Regions from separate parts of the Mus musculus genome. Here region 1 is linked to region 2. The links are chromatin contacts, called in public promoter capture Hi-C maps. All regions are on one chromosome and are shown on one strand. Each heading gives the region's core, a stretch centred on a gene start, on an enhancer-like site or on the middle of the called end of the contact. The rest is flanking DNA. Distances are from core to core; before and after follow the strand shown.

What was found. Capture Hi-C pulls out chosen DNA fragments and counts their contacts.
Region 1: a promoter capture Hi-C map of liver shows a contact between it and region 2, with 3 times the contacts expected there. The contact joins the promoter of Eola1 here to the promoter of Fmr1os in region 2. A contact is called at or near these places in 4 of 39 promoter capture datasets (cranial neural crest, frontonasal cranial neural crest, hippocampal neurons and 1 more), 2 of 115 datasets of contacts at active chromatin or transcription factors (astrocytes and large pre-B cells) and 2 of 9 other capture datasets (adipose tissue and liver).

What each region holds. Positions count from the first base shown.
Region 1 is chrX:70,382,501-70,387,912 of GRCm38.p6, reverse strand. It overlaps Eola1 (endothelium and lymphocyte associated ASCH domain 1), which reads right to left and starts at 2,000. Exons shown (of 3, transcript NM_026787.2): 1 at 1,762-2,000; 2 at 1-19. It also overlaps a transcript of Ids not described here.
Region 2 is chrX:68,674,904-68,680,722 of GRCm38.p6, reverse strand. It overlaps Fmr1os (FMRP translational regulator 1, opposite strand), which reads left to right and starts at 2,324. Exons shown (of 4, transcript NR_033481.1): 1 at 2,324-2,543; 2 at 3,598-3,709. Fmr1 (FMRP translational regulator 1) reads right to left here and starts at 2,182. Exons shown (of 17, transcript NM_008031.3): 1 at 1,856-2,182. The coding sequence starts at 1,906.

The sequences.
Region 1 (5,412 bases), core at 751-3,250, 1.7 Mb before region 2:
TTCCTCAGAGTCTCTGGGCCTAAAGATAGAAACACACCACAGCTGAGCTTTTCAGGCTCACATCCATTGGGCCTTGCCTTCCCCAGATGATTCCCATGTGCCCTGAAACTCCACTGAACTCAATGTGCTTCCTGTCACAGATTAATAATGTCCTGCTCTTAACCTCTGAGCCTAGGAGTGGGAGTGTTCAGGATCAGGTGTGGGGAGGGACAGGAAAGATGATCAGATGTCCATGAGAATGAATGAAAATCTCCAACTGACAGGGGCATGGAGGTGTGTGTGTGAATCTCCAGGATGAAATAGACCTGGGATAAGGGAGACACCCAAGAATCAAAGAGGGCGACCTTAACAGTGACTCACAGCATTGGGGATATGGAACCTGAAGAGGCCACTTCCTGTAGCCAGGCAGGAGCCCCAGTGGAGCAATAGAGACACCAACCCACCCACAAAACTTTCGACCCTAAATTTATCCTGTCTCCAAGAAATGCAGGGATGGGGATGGAACAGAGACTGAGGGAATGGCCAACCAAAACCAGCCCAACTTGAGACCCATCCCATGGGCAAGCACTAATTTGTGACATTATTAATGATATTCTGTTATGCTTGCAGACAGGAGCATGTTGTCCTCTGAGAGGCTCCACCCAGCAGTTGACTCAGAGAGATACAGAGACCCACAGCCAAACAGTGGATGGAACTTGGGGACTCTTATGGAAGAGTTGGGGGAAGGATGTGGACCCTAAAGGAGATAAAAACTCCACAGGAAGACCAATAGAGTCAACTATCCTGGACCTTTGGAGTTCTCAGGGACTGAATTCCTGCCCTGCCCTACCCCAATGACAGACTGTAACCTCTAAACTAACATAAACCTTTTTTTCCAGATCTGATTGTTCTGTGCGCATGTCTGGAAGACTCTGATTCCTGCCAAGGGCTCATGTTCCAACCAGCCCAGAATCCACCCATCTCACAAGAATCCTCAGGATTCCTTGCAATCTGGCTGCCCACGCGAAATATTTGCCCTCTTCTCATTTCACTCACTGCCCTGTAGCTAGAACAACTGAATACTCTTCCTCATGTTTCTGCAGATAAACCTGCTCTGTGGATGAAGAAGCTGCCCTTTTTGGTTTGTTTCTGCTTCTCCACTTACATAAGGAGAAGGTAGATAAAGGAAAAAAAAAAACACCAAGTAAAACTTAGTTTTGTTGGCTACTGGCAGCAGGAAAGGCTCAGCAAGCCTTAGAGATCAACAAGAGTTAGGGCTGTACATCTCACTCACAGCTTGGTTCTGCTATCATGTCAGTGGGAAGGTCCTTTTTTGTCTGGTACAAGAACCGCCTGATGTAGAAAGTTAATTCTGCAACTGGTTGCCATTATTAAGTCAAACATGCAATTTAACAGGAGAAAAATGATGCCACATAGAATGTGATTGCATGGAAATGCTCAGGTCTACCAAATCCCAGTGCCTTCAGTGTCAACTGGTATATTAGACTAGGCATAATAATACCAAAGGCCTCATAGTCTAGAGTGTCAGTGAATTCGTAGCCTAAAAGTAAGGAAGAAACAGTGCCCTGGAGCAGCACATTTGGTTTTCATCCGCCTGCATCCACACTGCATCACTTAGGAGAGACTGTGAAATGCTGGCAAGATGGGGCATGCAAAGACCGGTCTTGGGCTGGCCCAGCAGTTGGCGAAGCTGGAGGCTGGGGTGTCCTCAATGGGGTGGGGGATGGGGGCAAGCTCGAAGGCTCCGACTCAACAGGTTACCTGTGTCCTTTGGGTGCTGTGGGCCTCTCAGCTTTGTCACTTATCACGCGGCAGACTCCAGTTTACACCCAGTCCTTTCTCTCTCTTCCAGCGTTCCCGGAAGTCCGCCAGTACCAAAGACTCCTGAGAGTGGGTGGATAATGTCCGCTCTAAAGAAAGGAAAGCATTTGGCTATAGCCTTAACTTTAACTGGCGTTCTGGGACTTTAACTCTGACTGCTTTAAGAAGAGACCCAGAAACACATCCGTGCCCGAACTTACACAATTTACGTAAGCACGCACACCACGCCCATTTACACGAGTAAACATCCGCAGCCAATTAGAACTACAGGCACTATGCTACCCGGATAGGAAGGTACGGACTTGCGTAATTAAGCAGTAAGCGACATCGAATGCTAGAAGACACCGTTTTCTTAAAGCAATCTTGCAAATAAAGTGGGTCAGGGTCTGTAATAGGCGGTTGGGGAGGGAAAGAAGTGAGAAAAGGAGTGAGTGATTTAGTCGGCGGAGTCTGCAAAAACCCATGAAAGTAGGAGTAGGTTGCACTGCAGCAGGAGGGGCGGGATTGGGGATGTGAGGGAAGAGGCTTGTTGAGGAGGGGCCTAAAATTGGTCCAGGGCCAAAGCTGTTTGAATCCCGAGGTTAGGCATTGGGGTGGGGTGGGGTGGGGCTGTGAGCACCTGATAGAGGTTGGGAATGGGAGTTTGTGCTCTGAAGAATCCTTGGGAACAGTTAGGAATTACGGGTGCTTGGAATCTGGGCCTGTTGTGAGTGCAGACCTGAGTGGGTGGAGCTACTGGGATACTAGGGCGGAGCTTTGGATCCCCACTTAACTCGGTTCAGATCTGCTTAAGGAGAAGGAAGGGCTGTGCAAGCTGAAGTGGTGGACCAGACTGTCAGTACTCAGCAAGGTGGTTAGGGCCTCAAGAGTACCAGCCAGGGCTATGTGTGGTGAGATTTTGTTGACAGAGCTGAGCTTTGGATGCTGGCTTTACTTGCTGGAGGGATACAGGGGAAGGAGGGCGTGCCTGTGAGTGGGAGCCGAATTATACATGATGGACAGTGCTATGCATGCTGAAGTAGAGGTTGAACGTGGTTCAGTGACTGGTGACATATGAAGTAGGAACAGAGCTTTGGATAGTATTTTTGGGGGGGGGTTATACAATAGATTTATTCTTAGCTTTTTGAGAAATGTTCACACTGTTTTTCTGAGTTGCCATACTAGTCTGCAATCCCATTAACAGCAAATATGAGTTATCTTTCTCTACATCCTTATCAGCATTTGTTGTTGCTTATTCTTTTTTTAATATTTTTATTACATATTTTCCTCAATTACATTTCCAATGCTATCCCAAAAGTCCCCCATACCCTCCCCCCCACTTCCCTACCCACCCATTCCCATTTTTTTGGCCCTGGCGTTCCCCTGTACTGGGGCATATACAGTTTGCTTGTCCAATGGGCCTCTCTTTCCAGTGATGGCCGACTAGGCCATCTTTTGATACATATGCAGCTAGAGTCAAGAGCTCCGGGGTACTGGTTAGTTCATAATGTTGTTCCACCTATAGGGTTGCAGATCCCTTTAGCTCCTTGGGTACTTTCTCTAGCTCCTCCATTGGGAGCCCTGTGATCCATCCACTAGCTGACTGTGAGCATCCACTTCTGTGTTTGCTAGGCCCCAACCTAGTCTCACAAGAGACAGCTATATCTGGGTCCTTTTGATAAAATCTTGCTAGTGTATGCAATGGTGTCAGCGTTTGGATGCTGATTATGGGGTGGATCCCTGGATATGGCAGTCTCTAGATGGTCCATCCTTTTGTCTCAGCTCCAAACTTTGTCTCTGTAACTCCTTCCATGGGTGTTTTGTTCCCAATTCTAAGGAGGGGCATAGTGTCCACACTTCAGTCTTCATTCTTCTTGAGTTTCATGTGTTTACCAAATTGTATCTTATATCTTGGGTATCTTAGGTTTTGGGCTAATATCCACTTATCAGTGAGTACATATTGTGTGAGTTCCTTTGTGAATGTGTTACCTCACTCAGGATGATGCCCTCCAGGTCCATCCATTTGGCTAGGAATTTCATAAATTCATTCTTTTTAATAGCTGAGTAGTACTCCATTGTGTAAATGTACCACATTTTCTATATCCATTCCACTATTGAGGGACATCTGAGTTCTTCTCAGCTTCTGGATATTATAGATAAGGCTGCTATGAACATAGTGGAGCATGTGTCCTTATTACCAATTCAAACATCTTCTGGTTATATGCCCAGGTAAGGTCTTGCTGGATCTTCCTATAGTACAATGTCCAATTTTCTGAGGAACCGCCAGACGGATTTCCAGAGTGGTTGTACAAGCCTGCAATCCCACCAACAATGGAGGAGTGTTCCTCTTTCTCCACATCCTCACCAGCATCTGCTGTCACCTGAATTTTTGATCTTAGCCATTCTGACTGGTGTGAGGTGGAATCTCAGGGTTGTTTTGATTTGCATTTCCCTGATGATTAAGGATGTTGAACATTTTTTCAGGTGCTTCTCTGCCATTCGGTATTCCTCAGGTGAGAATTCTTTGTTCAGTTCTGAGCCCCATTTTTTAATGGGGTTATTTGATTTTCTGAAGTCCACCTTCTTGAGTTCTTTATATATGTTGGATATTAGTCCCCTATCTGATTTAGGATAGGTAAAGATCCTTTCCCAATCTGTTGGTGGTCTTTTTGTCTTATTGATGGTGTCTTTTGCCTTGCAGAAGCTTTGGAGTTTCATTAGGTCCCATTTGTCAATTCTTGAGATAGTATTATAATAAAGGCCCAGAAACGCTGAAAGAGGACAGGGCCATTTGAGATATGAGGGTGAGATTGTGGATGAGACTGTTAGTACCGACTTGGGTCTCTAAAGTGCTGGCCAGGACTGTGAATTGTGAATGTGACAGCAGGACTGAGCTTTAAATCCTGATATAATGTGATAGAAGGCCATTGAAGGAATAGGGCACGGCTGTGTATGCTGACAAAAGAGTGGCTTGTGTATGCTGTACAGGTTGAGGGCACTGCTGTGACTAGTGATGTAGGAAGTGAAGGAGGAGGAGTCGGGCCGTTTGTGATGATGTAGGAGCGACACACAGGTAGGGCACTGCTCTCTGGGTTAGTAGTGGTACGTCGTACTGTGTATGTTGATGTCCAATGGTGGGCAGGACTGTGCACACTATGGTTGAAGTGGTGGGCAGTGCTGTGTGTGTGGAGGTAGGAGAGGTAGGTGGTGTTTCGAGCGTTGCCCTGGGCACTTAGGGTTTACAGAGTACTGGGAAAGGGCCATAGGTATTAATTTATGGAAGGGGAGGGATAACTTTGAATACTGACATACTATGACAGAGGATCACTGGAGAGAGAAGAGCAAGACTGTATGCTAAAGTAGGAGTGGCGGGCTTAGCTGTGAGTGCTGACCAAGGTGAGCTGTGTCTCAGGAGTAATGGGGATGGTTGTCAATGGTAAGATATGAAGTGGGGGTGGAACTTTGGATATTAATACAACATGATGCAGGACCACTGGAGGGCAGAGAAATGCATGCCGAAGTGGGGGTGATTGGTGAAGTATGAAGTAGAGCTTTGAATACTGTCATAATAAAGTTCAGACTGCTGATGTAGGGCTGGGTGTTGAGTGCTCA
Region 2 (5,819 bases), core at 1,075-3,574:
TTTTTTGTTCACCTTCAAATCAAGAAGTTGTTGGAATACAAAGCCAAGAAAAAAAGCAAGGGGATTAATAGTGGAAACAGAGCACTTTAAAAAAATATATTCCAGTCAGTTTTCAAGGAAAATTACTGGGGCCAATAAATCCTTCAAGAGTAGGATGTGGTACTTGCCCTCAATGGCAAGCCAACTTCATTAAAAGCCACTAACAGCGGACTCAAATCTAAGCTGTTATTAGAGATGAACAAAAATACTACTTAACTATTATCCCTTGCTCATCTGTGTCTCAGTGCCCCAACTCTAGCAACTAAAACTGTCATTCTAGAACCTAGAAACCTTCTAATGCAAACTAACCAAAACTAACCGGAACATTTTTTTTATTACAGCAAATTGAAAAATAACTGCACTGGTAAAATTAGTAACATAAATGTTGTGTTCTTTCTGTCTCCTATATTACAACAAAAGGGTATTTTTAGTATAAATTAGTATTTTACAAATTTCCTTGATTCGAGAATTTTATCTTCCACTAAATGTCTCCATAAACTTGGCAAAAGCATAATTTACTAAAGTCACTTTCCCGAGTTTAGCTTAGTATGTCCCACTTGAAATGTCCAAGTTATTCTATAATAAACTTAAAACTATTGGACAATGGCAAAAGCTATTTTCCATGCTTCCTTCCACGTGCACCTTCTGTTACTAAAATATTCTAGTGAGGTGGGGCCTTAGAGAGCTTATAAACATTCACAAAAGGAGAATTTATAATATTGCTAGATCTACATTTATGCAGTATCAAAAAAAAATCACACAATACTTAAGTTTAAAGTTCCTTGAAAAATATACGATGTTACTTGATATTCAATGGTATAAAAAAACTCTCAGTAGTTCCATGAATGCCCATTTAAAACCTCAAATATAGCTCACTGTAACACCGCAAAACTCAAAGCGAATATACTCAAGTTTATGCACTTCAGCGCACAGAACAAACATTCCAAACCGTCCTGGTAAAAATTCAGTAGCAATCGTACAGTCCCCGTTAATTTCCTGAAGTTCTGTGGCACAAATTCGGGTCCTCGAGAACTTAAACACAAAGGGAAATTTAAAATAAGCAGACTTGGTAATATTTTTAGAAGCCGCGACATGCTTATCCCTGAATTGCTCCCAGTTAGAAAGAGCCTCGGAGGCCGTGGATATACCGGCTCTGGCTAGCGTTTGAAACCGCTCTCTCAGATGTCATGGTCTTTCCGAAACTTTTAGATCTAAAACCCTCCTTGGAAATTCACAAAGAGGCCACTCAAGAGCAGTTGCCATTGTGATTCCGAGCTGCCGCCCGCTTCTTACTACTCCCTGCACACCCCTCGCCCAGAACCGGGGAGCTCTCCAAAGTCTGGACTGTGGGCCGAACGCGGAGCCCAAACCTCCTAACGGCCGCCCAAGCCTCGTAACGGCCGTTCGTCCAGCAGGGCTGGCGGCGGCCGGGCTGAAGCGCCCCCGGTTCCCGCACGGCTCCCCGCGTGTCAGGCCCCGAACCCACTGGGAGAGGATTATTTGGGAAAGCTGGACTAAGCCGCTGCCGCCACTTCCCGCGGCACCGGCCCCATGGCCGATCGGATCCCCTGTCCTCGCATTCCCGCTTCGCTGACAAACTCGGCCGCTCAACCGCCCTCGGCAACCCGCGCGTTCCGCCAGGCGCCGGGGCCTCAGGCGGGAGTCGGAACGCTGAGGCGGGCTCTAGGCCCCGACTCCGCCGCTCCCTCACATCCCACAGCCCGCCGCTCCCGCCGCGCCCGAGGGGCCCGCCCGCCACCCTGGACACGAGGGAGGGAGGGAGGCCGAGGACCGGGCCTGTCCGGTAGCCGGTTACCTTGTAGAAAGCGCCATTGGAGCCCCGCACTTCCACCACCAGCTCCTCCATCTTCTCGTCCGTCCTCGCGCCGGGAGCCCGCCTCCGGGAGGTGGGCTGCAGGCGCTTGAGGCCCAGCCGCCGTCGCCGCCGCCGCCGCCGCCGCGTTACCGCACGCCCCCCGGCAGCGGCGCCGCCGTCACTGCCACCGCCCGCGCTCGCCGTCCGTTTGCTTCACTGCCCGCCCTCTCAGGCGCGGCCCCTCACCGGAAGTGAAACCGAAACGCTCCCCAGCGCCTGACTGACTGAGGCCAAGGGCTCCGCTGCGCCTCCTGTAAACAGTCAAACGATGTCACGTGACCCGCGCAGCCCCTCCCCTTTGGCCCCGCCCTCTCCGCTCCGCCCTTGCCTCCTCTCGGGCAGTGGAGCACGCGCATGCGCCCTCCTGGGTACCTGCCTCAGGGTATCAGGGCGCACCCTTTGGCGCGCGCACTTGGTGAAAGGCGGGAAAGCGTAAAGGGCAGTACTAAGTCTGGCTGCCTGTGCCCGCCGCGGGGACTAGAGGCCTCTTCCGTACAGGAGGAAGCGAGGACATGGGAAAAGGCCTCCAGTTGTCGAAAATGGGGCCCGACCAGAAGTGGAGGGGCATTGGGTAGATTTTTCACGGCACTGGCGTGGGACCTGTTTGAACTGCAAGTCGCGGCGGGAGGGAAGTAAAAAAAAAGTGATAAATTCCATTGGAGAACACTTTGATCTAGGAACAGTGATAACTACATTGACCCTGACTTCTGGGACTCTTATGGCTAGGATGCAAAATAAATCGCTCTACTACCTAGTGATTTGGGGAAGTATTGTGGGAACTTTGAGTACTTTTTAAGGGCCAATAGGGTGTGCCAGAACTTCAGGAAATGTTATCCCTTTCTCAGACAGTCCCCCTCACACTTTCCGTTCATAGTTTTACTTGGAATTCGTAATAAAAAGAGCTGACAGAGAGAGTTGAACACTTGTTAATTCCTTTTTACTCGACTTCTGCCTCTTCTACATGCCCCCTGTACCAGAGGGAGGGCATCAGTAAAGCAGTCATGGGATCTGTCTATGTGCATCATTGGGTCCTTTCCATGCAGCTCTCTGCCTTTGCCTTCTACAGCAGAACCAAAATCACCTCCCCACCCCTTTGGCCTCTGTATTGGGCTTATATCCAGCCTGACCCATGCTCCTTTAATCCAGAAGGCTTGCATCCAACTGAGAAGTTCATTGAATGCCTACCATGTGCCAAGCACTGTCCTAAGTACTAGTGAGTCCTTGGTGAGGTAGCAACAAAAAGACTGTCACTATTGAAATTGGAACCTACAGGAGTAGATGTGCAAAATTCAACTTCTCAAAACCGTAAGTGTGGAGCTGGAGAGGTGGCTCAAGGGGGTAAAACATTTGCTATGCGAGCATGAAATCCTGAATTTTCTAATTCCTAGAATCTATAGAAAGCTGGGCCTAAGTGCCTAAATAAGCACTCCCACAAAGTTGATTCCCCAGAAGTTCACAGGTCAGTGTGCCTTATCTAGTTTCGAACAACAAAAAGAGAGACTCTGGGTAGAAGGCAAGGACTGCATTAGAAGTTGTACTGTGACCCCCACACATGTTTTGTGGCATATGTGTGGCCATACTCACACACATGGATGCTACACACACATACACGCATGAAGAAGATATAAATATGGAGTCACAACTGTGATGTGGTCTATAAAGTGTGGTTATATCTTTTACAGTTGGAAATGAGCCTGTCTGTGGTGTGAGATAAGTGAGCCCGGAAGCAAGATGATTCCAACTGGAATGTGACAAGAAAGACTTATTTGGAAGTGTGCACTTGAAAGAGCAAGGGTGAGTTGTCCTAAGCAGATGGTAGAGGGCTAGGATGTGAGGCTTCCAGTTCCCAGCCTGCCTCAGCCGGAACAATATTAATGTTGTTGCAACTCCAGCTTTAAAGCAGTGGATCAAGGGCCACATTCCTTGAGGCTATGGTAAACAGAAATGACCCATTGAACTAGGATCTTTGGAGTAGCCACAATATATTAAGAATCCTGTAGGGTTGAATACAAATCTCACCATAGACCAGATGGGGCATAACATTAGCTTTAACTCCAGTGATATAAAAGGGGACATATTGATTGAGAAGATTCTATCTTCCAAGTGTAAGATATGTAGTTTTCTCAGGGCTTTCAAACATATCAGTAATTCGCAAAGGTTACTGTCCTAAGACATAGTTTCATGATGTCATGACACTGTGCATAACTTTCTTTCCCCCTTAAAGTTATTAGGTAGAGTCCGATTGTGTAATTATTTCACTTCAGTTGCAAATATTTCAGTAAGCATTTATTTCAATTCTCAGCATGCTCACCATTAGTTCTTACATGGCCCCTCTTTTGCTCATATTATTGTGTATATTACTTGTCTCATTCTACTAGAAAACAGTTGTAATGTTTGACATATCATTAATAGTTTAAGATAGTGTTTTTAAGGACAGATTTTTTTGTAGGGCAGGTTGGCCACAACTCAGAATTAGTAGAGGCTATCCTTGAATTCCCTGTTCTTTCTTTACTTCTAGTGTGCTATATGTGTATGGCTTTTGCATACACAGACGTGGTACTGGACTGTAAATCTGTTTCTCACTGCTACCATTAAATCTGTATTTTTAAAATTGCTTTTGGGACAGTGTCTCAGTATTTATCCTTGGCAGGCCTTGAACACATGGTGATCTATTTGCTCCTGCTACCAAAGTACTGGGAATAAAGGCATATGCCACCATTCCCAGGGTCACGAAAACTCTTGTGTCTTCTTCATGCACTGTGGCAAGAATTTTGCGAGTGTGCTCTTACAGAGTTGTGTATGCACTTCCTGTTTCTTCTTTTGCACTGATTATAAAACAGGCTCTGAATGCTTAATATTTTACTGTCATTTACAATACAGTAGAATTATTTATTTACAGTTATTTTTCTCATTGGACTATTAGTACTATCTAGGCAGAAAAGATATCTTATTCACCCTTGTACTTTAGGTAGATTTTAAATGTTTGGTGTTTGTTCTCACTGTGGGGATATGTTGTGGCATTATCTTTCCTCTTTTAGATTTCTCTGGGGTGGGCTCATACTCTACACCTCACGGTGTGGGGGGGTCTCTCAATCCTAATCGGATACCAAATTCTTTCAGAGTCTTAGAGTCTACTCATGCATTATCCAGGCTTTCATTCTCCACCTGCTTCCCTATAGCCACTCTTGCCTTCTTTTTGTCAAGTCGCAAGACAAAATAATACCCCTGCTTATGTGCCATACCAATCAAACTGCCACCCCAAACACTCTGATGGGATTTCTGGTAATGTTTCTTTGGCTAAACCTAAAGTAATTATTTATTCAAGTCTTAATGTTTTATACATTCTGACATCTTTTATCCCTTCTGCCTCACATTCTAAATTTCACAATCATGATACTTCCTTTGATGTCTTGAAATTATCAGGCAAGTTGTTAGTCTTTTTCACTGGAATGTAAACTTAATTTTGAAAAAAAAAAAAAAAGATTGGTCTTTTATGTATTGCTTAAGTGCCTGTGTCACCAATGTCGGGAACACAGTAGATGGTTTCTAACTATTTATTGAATGAATGGGTAAGTGAATGAATGAATACATATTGAAGACTCAGCATAAATGACATCTGCTCCATGCCTATACTTCAGCATGTCTGGCCCTACTTTGGCCCCTATCTTCCATTAAATAACTGTCTGTTGTCTCTGCATCGATTTCTTCTATATTTCATGGTTTTGTAACTTGAGCCCTCTATGCCTTTTTATTCCTCAGTCCTAGCTGAAATGCCCTTCAAGACACTGCTTAAGTCAGACTTCTTTCATGTTATTTTCTCTGAACATATCACCTCGATTTGACCTCTCCTCTAAAACAGATATTCAAAAAATAGAATACCATGTTTTAGATGCATGCCTCTAAA